2 separate regions of the Gasterosteus aculeatus genome follow, and region 2 is linked to region 1. The links are chromatin contacts, called in public Hi-C maps. All regions are on one chromosome and are shown on one strand. Each heading gives the region's core, a stretch centred on a gene start, on an enhancer-like site or on the middle of the called end of the contact. The rest is flanking DNA. Distances are from core to core; before and after follow the strand shown.

Region 1 (3,489 bases), core at 498-2,997:
CTTGCCCTGAAGAGGCTGTCTCTTGAACTGCGTCCTTAAGGGAAAGAGAAAGTTACCGCTTTGTTTATCTTGCCTCTCTCTCCGTACGCCTTTTTGTCCATCTCTGCGAAGTGGCGAGACGCAGAGCACAGTCTAGACTTTTTATTTTGTGAAGGATACGTCGGGGAAAGGGTCAACGAGTGACATGGGCCAGCTGTGTAATCCTGAGCGTAGCTCTCCCCCAAATCGTTCCCTCCTTCACATCACACACACACACACAAGCATTTTTTCCATTCCCAGGTTTCTTGTAATAGCCATAAGATGCTCCAAAGATACCTCCCCCCACCACATCCAGAGGATGATATCCAACCCTCTCCAGGGAGATAGAATGTCTCTCTCCATATCTGGCAACCATGACCACAAATTAAGCAAGGGCTTCTGTGAATTATTCCCTGCGTGTGCCTATGGGTTTTAAAGCGCCCATAAGGATACAGAAACTCCTCAGTCCAGAAACCGACATGTGTGTGAACACTTCAATTTACAATTAAAAGATACAACAGCCTTTCAAACCCTCTCTAACTAGGGGGGCTTACTGTGTCTGAGCCACCCAGCGTTGACTCCCGAAGTTGGGATGAGAACACTTGGATAAATGCAGCTCCCCACACAGAACACCTCTGAGCTCAGCGTGTGACAAGAACACTGCCTTTTGTTAGAGTGTTCACACCTTTTAATGCGTTGACAAATGTGTGTTTCGGTGGCCAGTGAACTCCCTGCTAAAATACGGCCGCAGACACTTTCTGCTTACCCTCCTGCAGCCAGGCTGCTGTAAGCATTTCAGCAGATAGGTGGACGAGAACACGCCGTCATGCTGAAACATGGTGGGCTGCAGCCAGGGGCTCTAAATCTAGGAGCGCCAGACTTTCAGCACTGGCTACAGTCTGACCAGCCACCTTCATTTTTGCAGTCTGCGATGTAGAAACCGAAGCACACTATACACACTGCAGACTGCGACTTACCACCATTATTCATTGGAAAACCTTTTTGCAGCAGCCTGTGGCCATTGTGCAAAACCCAGATCATACATTTAAACGCATATATTCAAAGACACAACATCTACACATCTGCACACGGTCACATGTACATCCCTCACCATCTGAGATTGCCTGTGGTGGAGAGAGGATAAGAAAACATAGCCAGGTCTGCCCCCTCTGGCCTGTGGCTGTTGGGAGGAGATGCCTCTCGCCTCTCATTTCCCCTGGTCCACAGGAGGCCCATCTCCACACAGCCACTGACCCATCTGTCCTGCATGGCTAACTGGGCTCCTGTGTATTCACCACAGCAGAGCAACACTGCAGGGAAGGAGGGGCACGCGGGGAGGGGGGGGGGGGGGGGGGGGCTTCAACATCTGGGAACCATCAAGCCAAGAGGGCCTTAGATCCTGAGATTCCAGGCTGCGACCCTTCTCCTCAACTCCCCCTCATGCCTCTAAACCCCTCCACCACCACTTTTCCTCTACATCTGTCTCACCCCCCCTTTCTCCTCTCCTCCTCCCCCTCTTCTTTTCCTCTCCTCCCCTCGTCCAGGCTGCCCATCATTTCCATGTCTCTTCGGCAGTGGGCCTAATCCAAACAGATTGTCTAACTGTTTCAAAAACATACTCCTTTTCTCAGCCCCCTCTGCATCCTCCCCCAGCCCCCCTCTGTCCCGTGTTCATCCCGGGGAACAGACACTCTCTTTCATAGTGGAGGAGGTGCTGGTGTCAGTCTGGCTTGGGTTAGCAGGTCACTGCTGCGCAGAACCATTTCGGCAGGGTTGAGCATGCTAGGCCACAAAGCGCTTTGGCAGATCCCTGTTTAATACTCCTGAGACATAAAACGCAGTCCGACCCGCTCCTCCTCCGCCTCTTCCTCCGCACCCGTACTAGGTCTCCATCGGAATGGCTACAGCTGGCAACATAGGCTTACTGTGTGTGTGGTTCAAAGCCCATTGTCTCAGGCATATTGTCCGGGCCATTCCACCCTATCCCGCGGGCTAGTGCTGGGCCAGGGATAGCCTTTGGGAAGGAGGAAGAGGGGGGGGACTCAGTAGGGGTCTTGGGAGCTGGGAGGTATCCCAGGAGACCACCAGGCATCCCACCGGGTAGCCTGCCTACATCTGAAGCTCCCCCTGCCGCTGCCTGCTGAACTCTTGTATACTGTGTTTTGTTTAGAAGGAAGCTCCGACCCTATTTACCATACTTAAATTAAAGGGATTAACATGGTTCCAGTGTTGCTCGCATTTGTGTTCTCTATGATCCCACCTCCCTCCCTATGTCTTGGATTCTTGAGGCAGGGGAGGATTTGGAGCACCTGAGAGTTTTATTTTATTTTTTAAAGTTGATTCAAGACATTACATAAAGCTTGTGTTGCAAAAAGACACATCTGATTAGATTGTACCTATAAAGTATGAAAAATCAACTAAATGTTTGTTAAAGGCTTGAAATGGTGCTGTAAAAATCTATTGGAACCAGCGCATGGATTTAATGTGTTGATTTTAGCCATTTTAGGCTGCCGTCCCAATTGGACTGTGACTGAGGGTCAGGAAAGCTGTGGCCTGCAGATCAGAGGCCGGATTAATTGTTGACACTATCCCAGTCCAAACAGAACCCTCACTACCCCCATTATACACACACACACACACACACACACACACACACACAAACACACACACCCTCCCAACTACATCAAGATCCTGACAGACGCTTTGATTTATGTCTCGCCACCAACAAAAAAAAAAAGAGAACAAAATCAATTGGCTATTACCGCACTTAGCAGCGGGCTGTCACCACCTGGGAGCAGGGTGTTGAAAACAAAAGACAGAGTCCGTAACGACTCTTCCATACCACCACATATACTCATTTCCACTGGGGAGACAGAGATCAGTGCTCAATCTCCATAAACACAGCTAGTCTCCAAACCGAGTGTCTGTACCACGTGCTCAGGGGCCGGCGGAGGTCCAGAGGTCAGAGAAGCTGGCTTGTGCACAAAGTGCCGATGGTTGGAATTGCCAGACTGCCTGGAAAACTGTTGGTAAAGCAGGCAACAACCACTGACACAACACCCCTGAGCAAGGCTCTGACGTCCATCTGGCCTGCAGAGGCGTACGTGGTCGTATCGGGAGGCTTAAAGGTGTGATTCTTTGTATAAAGCAAAACATACAAAGATTGAACAAATGTAATAATTGAAAAACATGCGCCTACTGATTACTGTTTACTTTGAGTAAATTTAATCAGTGATGTTTTAAAAGAGTTAATTAGTTTGCACACTTTGACCAGACCAACCTCACCCGTCAGACCCAGGATACTGCAAGGCTTCCTCTTTCTTTTCTCTCCCTGTGCGATTTTCTGATCAGATTTAGATCATTTATGGCGCGTTTCCACCAAGCGGCACGGTACGGTACGGGTCGGGTCGGTACCCTTTTATTTGTGTCTCCACTGCCAAAAGTTGAGAATGGTACCAAAAATCCAAACCG
Region 2 (3,489 bases), core at 455-2,954, 64 kb after region 1:
GGGCCGTGATGTTGAAAGTCAGGCATGTTACCAGGCCGTTGCTGCTGTTGCTGCTGCTGCTGCGGGGGAAAGCCATCCCCTGCCTGCGCCTCAGCGAGAGGATCAAATCCTTCTCCAAAGCCCTGCTGTGGTCCCATGCCATTGTTGTTGTAGCCCATTAGCCGGCCACCATGCAGACATGATGATCCTGGCTCTGGGCCTCCAAAATTTCCACCGAAATGAGGGTGAGGTTGGTGGGGGTGAGGTTGATGGCCGTGAGGATGCCCTTGGTGAGGTTGCTGGTTGTTAAAAAATCCATGCATGGGTCCTTGCTGCTGCTGCTGCTGAAGTCCGCTGCCTGCATGCATGTCCGAGTGGCCCCGCGGGTGAAAGCCCCCGTACTGTTCTCCGTTCATGTTCATATTGAGCCCGAGCATTTGCGGTTCGCTCAGAGAGCCCATGCCGGGTTCCACGGCTCCCGGCGGGCCGCCAGCGTGAAAACCCGGACTTTTATAATGAGAGCCCATGTTCAGTCTCGATAGGTTTATGTTTCTCTCTGATTGGCGAGGGTTTCTGCTATTAATCTGAGAAGCAAACTGCTCCAGCCCAAACATACTCCCCTGCAATCAATCCCACATGACGGCCAGTTTGCCTGACATCAGCGCACTGTCTGTTTTTTTTTTTTTTTTTACAGTCTGTCCCCAAAAGGAAAAAAAAAGATATAAAGAAATTGTTCAAATGTCTAATGATCAAACTGATTTGTATTCTTTAAATGTTGAAACGCGTGAAATAAGTTAATCATTGCGTTTTATCAATTGTTTTTTGTTTTTCAACTTCTCCAAGGACGCGGGCGCGAGAGGGAATAGACTGTCCAAATACGCACGCAAACTGTGTTCCGGCTCCCGTGTTTATGCGCGCATTTGACGGCTCTGCCTTTTGTCTTTGATTAAGCAAACGCACATAGAACACTGTTATTTAACTTGCTGCACGGGTAACCTACCATAGTCCAAAGTTTTTCTGTGCGCTTTTCTTCGGCGCGAACGTGACAAAAAAGCATCTCCTTGACGAACTAAAAGATCGGGAGCGATCGAATAGGTAATATGACAATTTCTGTCAGCTATTAATTGTTTATTCCAGTCCAATGTCAAAAGTCAAAAGTCCCGGAGCGACTTTTTGTATAAGGTCCCATACTGGAAAAAAAGAGGAAAAAGTCCAATATGAGCCGGATAGTTTAAACTACCCCTGCAGCCTTAGAGCAGAAAAAAAAGATTTCTTGAAATAAACACTTTCTTCTAATGTCTTTCAATATCACGCTAACTGCCAAGCAGACATGTAGCTCAAAAGTCCAATGTGATCGAAAGTCCACAATCTCCAACCCAGGCACCGGAGAACCGGAGCGTCAGTTAACGCGACCTGGACCCGGAGCAGCGCGGCGTGCACTACCCGCACTCCACAACCACGGAGCTGCTGCACAGCATCCTTCGCCCGCTGCCGGTCGCGCGCCTCGCAGAGAAGCGCCTTTTGCCTGAAGTCCTCGCGGTGCGTTTCGCTCCTAACGTGCGCGTCCCTCCGTGTGCCGAGTCGTGCCTGGTGTGGTCTGAGTGCACTTTGGAGCGATTCACAGACACACTCTCACTTCGCACTGCCGCTTGGCGCTGTGTGAGCCTGCAACAAGTTTTGCATTTTTGCAGCCGCTTCCATCAATGAACCCTCCGCCAATCAGAAGGCCCGTAGAAAGCTTCCAGGGCGGGACAAACGCTTTTAAGGTGGTCCATGGGATTGCGCAAAAAATAAAAAATCGGACGTAAGAAATGGCTTTTACTTGAAATGTAATGTTTTTGACGAAATAGCGCAGTATTTTGCACATTAAAACCGTCCATCACGTTTGAATATTCTTTTTTCTTCCAAAACGATTTATTTCTTTGCCACAGAATTGCGGTCTACAACAATCGAGGTGATGGATACAGTTCTGAAACTCCCGTTTCCTCCGCAGGAGAATGAAGTGGATTTCAACATCGTGCCGATCAGTCCTCTTCCCTTATGAACAAACTTTAGCGCTGCACACACTCATCTGAGAAGTGATCAGTACTTCGTTTGGCATTAACATTTCATTACAACAACATAAAGCTCAATGTGATAACTTGCACCAATAACAACAAGCGATTGTTGAAGGAAAAGACGAGCGAAGCTCTTTAAAAGATTTATAAATGAGAGACGGTCTCGCAATGAACACTGTGAATCCACCCTGTTCAGGTGTGTATGTGCTGAATGGTGATATAGTAAATATTGTACTCAGTAGATGGATTTGCAGAGATATGATGGCCAATCATATACGTTACGTAAATATATTGAACCTTGGTGGAAGGAAATAGATCCATATTATCGCGTGTGTGTGTGTGTGTGTGTGTGTGTGTGTGTGTGTGTGTGTGTGTGTGTGTGTGTGTGTGTGTGTGTGTGTGTGTGTGTGTGTGTGTCCAATCAATCTGGCCCCAGTCGTGTGAATTTGTGTCCCAACGGGAAGAAAATCCTCCTTAAAAGACCATCTGAACTAAATCATGTGGACGATATTGGGCTTCGGTTCCGATAGTCAATAGCATTCTCTCAGTGTTATAATCTGTGAAATAGAACAAATTTCAAAGGTTAAATTAGGATAAGTTACTTTATAGGTTAATTAGCCGCAGGCCTACAAAGGCCGAAGTTATCTGTGGAAGGTTAAGTGGTGCAACAACCCGAGATAAGATATTCAAATATTGCAAATGGTTCATCTTCAGGTTCGTGCGTTTGATTAAAAAATCCGAATATAAGGAATTCAGACATAGTAGTCATTTTAAGAAGATTTATATTTCATTTAATTGCACACCATAGCCTTGAGTTTTTCCTCAGGCACGTTTCGGATGGTGTATTCATTGTTATGTAATTAAGAATGTGTGTTCATGTCGTCTGTAGCTCTTGAGTCTCTGTCTGCGTCTTTTAGTGTAGTCGGTTGTGGATTTCGGAGACACCCTGGACCTTCTTTCCCTGGTGAATATTGAAGTGACCAAGTTCACATGCAATTTTCGCGTGTCAAATTTAAACTGTTTGGCGTTAGCGGTCATAGTTTCAAATAATAGATCCTGCAATTATTTTTGATTGTTTGCGTTCGGGGAATCTGGCCTCATAAGATTAACAAAACTAATTTATTTCAAATAAAAGGCAACATTTGGGAATACTGAATACAAATATAATTCCATTTCACTAGAAGGGACAGTTTCTTTAGTGATACTAGAACGTCGTATTATAATGTCCCCGGCAGTGGGGACAGTGGACATTTAAAGAAGTTGGTGGCAGACGTCTCTGCACTTTTGGGGGGAAATGAAGTGGACTTTACCAAACGGACACAGTGCCACCTAGCGGCGGCCAACGCTCACGCACTCTATACAACTTATAGAAAGGAGGCATAGGTCTAAACCAGGACATGCTGTAAATACGATTTGACAAATCGTAATGTTAATCTAAAAACTAGACTAGAAA

Evidence for each region. A called contact is a pair of places that touch in the nucleus more often than the background predicts.
Region 2: a contact with region 1 is called in a Hi-C map of skeletal muscle, with 4 times the contacts expected there. The contact joins the promoter of mn1b here to the enhancer-like site in region 1. A contact is called at or near these places in 3 of 6 Hi-C or Micro-C datasets (skeletal muscle and whole body).

The regions. Positions count from the first base shown.
Region 1 is chr13:14,356,889-14,360,377 of fGasAcu3.hap1.1, forward strand. The region is part of intron 1 of LOC120831333 (a long non-coding RNA gene); the gene reads right to left. Among protein-coding and RNA genes, the nearest start is that of LOC120831333, 4.4 kb to the right of the region's middle. Within about 2 kb of position 1,748, at least 2 of the 9 cell types and tissues checked have open chromatin away from gene starts, as enhancers often do.
Region 2 is chr13:14,420,731-14,424,219 of fGasAcu3.hap1.1, forward strand. It overlaps mn1b (meningioma 1b), which reads right to left and starts at 1,705. Exons shown (of 2, transcript XM_040195349.2): 1 at 1-1,705. The coding sequence starts at 593.